Linked DNA regions of Drosophila melanogaster: region 1 is linked to region 2. A link is a contact called in public Hi-C data. All regions are on one chromosome and are shown on one strand. Each heading gives the region's core, a stretch centred on a gene start, on an enhancer-like site or on the middle of the called end of the contact. The rest is flanking DNA. Distances are from core to core; before and after follow the strand shown.

Region 1 (2,700 bases), core at 195-2,694, 600 kb after region 2:
TAGACTACTTCGTAAGCACCGGCTCAATTATACAAATATAGAACATATTCATACTGTAATAAAAAATAAATCAAAAACCTTTTATTGCAGTCTTCCAATTAAACGCATTTTGAGAAAAAAAAAAAACAGAGAATACTATAGTCGAGTTCCCCGACTTTCAGATACCCGTAACTCAGCTAGAGTGAATGCGGACGCGCAAATTTCATAATTGATTGAAATAATTCAAATTGGCAAGGCAAATAATAAAACGAAGAAAAATCTTAAGTTTTCAAAAGTGGGCGTGGCAGTTTTGTGCGGCTTTGGATACAAATTTAGATCGATAGAACTTTACATGACTTATGAAATTATGAAAAAATATCAAATTCTTCAAAAATTTAGTTTATAGTATATATAGTATAAATGTGGTATACCCTTTTACTCCTCGAGTAATGGGTATAAGTCAATAATGTTGAAAATACGATTATAAGAGTAGCCAGTTGAAAGGTAACTTAATTTTAGGTATATAATGGTATTCGAAGCGTGACAGAAATATGAATAATTATTTTATATCTCAACGCTTCCTTCTATTCCTGAAGTCGCCTTTATTTTCGCCACCCTATTGTGTCAGGTCTGTGTACAATTGTACATTGAACAACAAACTATTTAAAAGAGAATATATGTTGAAGCTAAATAATAAAATAAAAATAACTAAATAAAATAGTAATTAAGTATTCGGCAAAAAATTGAGCTCAGCATTTGAAAATTTTACAGCCCCTCTGATTTCTATCAAAGACAAAAACCTTATATCAGGAGGGTGCCTTCGCTAAAAACAAATATACATATATGTGAAGGATGTCTCCGCTAAAGATGTATTCGCTAAATACATCGAAAATCGCATGCGATATGATCTGTAGATCTGCACTTGAAGTAAAAAATTGGTGAAATTAACATTCATGTAAATAAAATTATAACACGGTTCACGAAATCAAAGTCATCAAAGACAAAGAAATATATAAACAATAGATTTATCAGTTTTAAGATTTGCAACGTGCAGCCCGTTGCCGTCCGAACTTTTTTGTTGGAATATCGATTACAACTGGATTAGATAACCAACTGAATGTAAAGTGGAAAATACTTTTCAATTCCTCGCTACAGTGACAGAGAATGACAAAATTGATTTATTGGTTATTTATCATATTTAATAACACAACAAGTGTTATGTTCATTTAATTTCTTTCCAGTTTTTGTGCCTCTTTCATAAAATTGACTTTTTTCTTTTCTGTACGTGCTTAAAACAATAAATTCTATTTCCTTTTCATTCGCAATTCACCGTTGCGAATTTTTTTTTGCTGCCCAGACGACTTTATACCTTTTGTATCTTGACACACATTTAGTGAGCTATCGATAACGTTCAGTGCTTTTGATTCTTTAAAATACTTATACTAGTTTTTTTCAATCGTCACCGACGCGGTTACACTGGGGATTTCGTGTCTGGTAACACTGTTCCGTATTCTGAAGCTCGCAGCATTAATTTTATAATAATTAATTCCTGCCGTAATGCAACGCGTAAGTTGTGTAGAGACAGTCAGGCACTAGGTGAAAACATCAATTTAACAAAATCATTTGTTCCAGGGCATTGACTCCTTTTTCAAACGGCTGCCGGCCAAGGCGAAAAGTGCCGAGGCCGAAAATGGAGAGACGCCGTCGAAGGCGCCAAAACGCAGGAAAGCCGTGATAATTTCCAGCGACGAGGACGAGGTGGTCAGTCCGCCGGAGACCAAGAAACGCAAGGCTTCGAAGACAGCATCCAGCGAGGATGATGTGGTGGCCGCCACACCGGAACCGATTGCGAAGAAGGCCAGGAACGGGCAGAAACCAGCGCTCTCCAAGCTTAAGCGGCACGTAGATCCTACGGAGCTTTTCGGTGGAGAAACCAAACGGGTGATTGTGCCCAAGCCGAAGACCAAAGCTGTTCTCGAGTTCGAGAACGAAGACATTGACCGGAGTTTAATGGAAGTTGATCTGGACGAGAGTATCAAAGAGGCTGCCCCCGAAAAAAAGGTTCACTCGATAACCAGGAGCTCTCCCTCGCCTAAAAGAGCAAAGAACAGCAGCCCGGAACCGCCAAAACCCAAGTCAACAAAATCCAAAGCCACCACTCCGCGTGTGAAGAAGGAGAAACCTGCGGCAGATCTAGAATCCAGTGTCCTAACAGACGAGGAACGCCACGAGCGTAAACGTGCTTCCGCCGTGCTCTACCAGAAGTACAAAAACCGCAGTTCGTGCCTGAACCCCGGCAGCAAAGAAATTCCAAAGGGATCCCCGGATTGTCTGAGTGGCTTAACCTTTGTCGTAACCGGAGTCCTCGAGTCCATGGAACGAGAGGAGGCGGAGTCCGTGATCAAGGAGTATGGCGGAAAGGTGATGACCGTGGTTGGAAAGAAACTCAAGTATCTGGTCGTAGGAGAAGAGGCTGGACCAAAGAAATTAGCTGTGGCTGAGGAACTCAATATACCCATTCTCAGCGAGGACGGGCTCTTCGATCTAATCAGGGAGAAATCAGGAATCGCTAAGCAGGTAAAGGAAGAGAAGAAAAGCCCGAAGAAGGAGCACAGCTCCGAGGAGAAAGGGAAAAAGGAAGTCAAGACTTCTAGAAGGTCCAGTGATAAAAAGGAGAAGGAAGCCACTAAACTGAAATATGGCGAGAAGCATGATATCGCC
Region 2 (2,700 bases), core at 37-2,536:
TGCCTGCAAGCTCTGGATAGCGCACCAGGCTCTGCATAGCTTGCAAGACCTCTGTAGACTTTTGCAGAGATCCAGCTACACGCAAGGTGGCTGCAAGGAGGATTCGATAATCAGGTCGTATCAAACAAGCGAAGAGTTCACTCACATAGCTGATTTTTCATCTGCATCTGAATGGAGTTGAGGTGCGCCTTCGACGTATATATGCGGTTGATGGCCTTTCGCGCATTCACAATCTCCTTGGCAAGAATGACGCAGGTGTCGCGGTCATTTTTCTGTGCTGCCTGTTTCAGCGAGCGTTTTACTTTCTCTTCCTCGCGCTGGATACTTCGGATCTGGCGATCCAGCTGGTTGCCCTCTTTCCGTATCTTATGCGTCCACTCCTGCACCTAATGGGAATTTACATTTCAAAACAATATTCATAACGCACAATGGACAGATGGGGAAAGGTCTAATAAAATCAATCCAACTGGAATGACATCATTCCCAAAAAAATCACTGCCACGCCTCTGCGTCGTTACCTGCTCTTTGGGATCTTTACTGGGAGTTCTGCCGAATAAGCCCATGGCACTAACTGTTATGATAATTGTCTGGAATTGTTATTAAAATTCTTTTTTTGTTTAAACAAACAAGTGAGTCATTTTATTTTGATTCTGACAAACAAACACAGCGTTGCCAATATATATGACTTCTTGTTAGCATAGCCAATCATCGATAGATCGATATATTTAAAGAGTTTTTATTATTAAGTTTTAAAATTGCTTATAAGGACATTAACATTTAATCTACCGATTATTAAATAAATTTTATTATTTGCGTATGCTGGCTTAGAATACGTAATTGTTTTTCATTTTATCGATTTTATGAAAATATTTTTAAAATATTCCATATATAAAGCGAGACTGTATTGCGAAAAAATGCAATGCCAAATACCGATACTACATTTTTTAACGACTATTGTGGAATCAATTTTCATTTTTTCATTTTTATTTATAAATATTTTGCGATTGCCTAGGAACAACATATTTTATTTGCTTTTTATTGTAAATGCATATATGTTCTCAAATATCCTATTTTATATCCGTCGTAATACAATTAAATGTTTTAATACTTTTTTAAAATATTTTTTTAGTATAAATTAAATTCCACAATCGTTTTTCTGATGTGTTTTCTAAAACTAATTTTTTAATAATTTTTCAAAAGAATTCCCCGCATACGTAGCATAAAAACCATCGATATGGCAATGCTATTCTGTAAGAGCATTGTCAACCCAACAACCAGATGTGCGTCAGCTGATTGTACTTCTCTGTTATATCAGAGATAGGAACGTGAGTACGGAGATTCATTTTGCGGGAATTGGTGAATAAAAACCACGCGTGTTCCACTAAAGTGGACAACCATGCAAAACTGCAGGCGCTGCATCAGCCTAACGGGCCTTTTGCGGATGACACTCTACCTGCGTCCGTCCTTTTCAATTGATTTGTCCCTGCGCCGACTGCATCGTGCGGCCTTTTTATTTTCTCGAAAAAAACCGGAGACGAACTTGTCCACGTTGTTCAAGCCAGTACAGGTGCACGCTTATGTGGATTCAGAGGACGTAGGTTCCGAGCTGTCGGGCAAACTGGAAAAGGCTGAGCTGCTGAAGATTCTTAATAAGTTCACCCAACGTCGCGAAATCAAGTCACTATGCAACGAAAACGGACTGGACGGTACGTATGCACCTGTTTCCTATGGTCCCTCGTCTTACTTTGCATCCGTTACAAGACTACCTACAGCAACAGGCCTTTGGCTCATTCCGAAGATTTTGCATCGAGGCAGAAAACCTTCCAGTAGATCTGCACATAACCTTTAGCGATATAACACAGGGAGCGGGTCATATCGATGACATCTTCCCGTACTTCCTACGACACGCAAAGACAGTATTCCCGCACCTGGACTGCATGGACGACCTGAAAAAGATTTCCGACCTGAGGCAGCCTGCCAACTGGTATAGCAACGCTCGCGCCATCACCCGAAAGATTGTTTTTCATGCCGGACCCACAAACTCCGGTAAGACTTACCATGCCATGGAGAGATACCTGAGTGCGAAGACTGGGGTCTATTGCGGGCCACTAAAGCTTCTAGCCACTGAGGTGTACAACAAGGCCAATGAACGTGGCACTCCCTGCGATCTGGTCACAGGCGAGGAGCGCAAATTCGGCATCAGCGAAAGTTTGCCAGCCAATCACGTCGCGTGCACTGTGGAAATGACCTCGGTGAATACTCCATGTAAGCAAGTCCAGTTGTTTCCCTGCTTCGCTGAGTTATAATGTGCTGATTTTTCTGTTTCAGATGAGGTGGCTGTAATCGATGAAATACAACAGATCCGCGACCCCCAGCGGGGATGGGCTTGGACGCGTGCCTTCCTTGGACTGATCGCGGATGAAGTGCATGTTTGTGGTGAGCCAGGCGCATTGGACCTCCTGCAAAAAATTTGCGAAACCACTGGCGAAACTGTTGAAGTACGGCTGTACGATCGGCTTACGGAGCTGACTGTCGAAAATACCGCTTTAGGATCATTGGACAATATAGTTCCTGGCGACTGCATTGTGTGCTTCAGCAAACATGATATTTATACGGTTTCACGAGAAATCGAAGCACGGTCAGTTTTGTTAAGTCATTATTTTCAACTGATCCCTAAAACTATTTTTTTTAGAGGGAAGG

What was found. Hi-C and Micro-C count contacts between places; a contact is called where the count stands out from the background.
Region 1: a contact with region 2 is called in a Hi-C map of the Kc167 cell line, with 1.9 times the contacts expected there. The contact joins the promoter of Gnf1 here to the promoter of Suv3 in region 2. A contact is called at or near these places in 2 of 107 Hi-C or Micro-C datasets (both in the Kc167 cell line).

The regions. Positions count from the first base shown.
Region 1 is chr3R:4,905,178-4,907,877 of dm6, forward strand. It overlaps Gnf1 (Germ line transcription factor 1), which reads left to right and starts at 1,445. Exons shown (of 4, transcript NM_079505.3): 1 at 1,445-1,545; 2 at 1,612-2,700. The coding sequence starts at 1,537.
Region 2 is chr3R:4,310,269-4,312,968 of dm6, forward strand. It overlaps Suv3 (Suv3 helicase), which reads left to right and starts at 1,287. Exons shown (of 6, transcript NM_001316529.1): 1 at 1,287-1,706; 2 at 1,762-2,265; 3 at 2,329-2,638; 4 at 2,693-2,700. The coding sequence starts at 1,397. It overlaps Vps24 (Vacuolar protein sorting 24), which reads right to left and starts at 679. Exons shown (of 3, transcript NM_001316528.1): 1 at 519-679; 2 at 146-386; 3 at 1-90. The coding sequence starts at 563. It also overlaps asRNA:CR46140.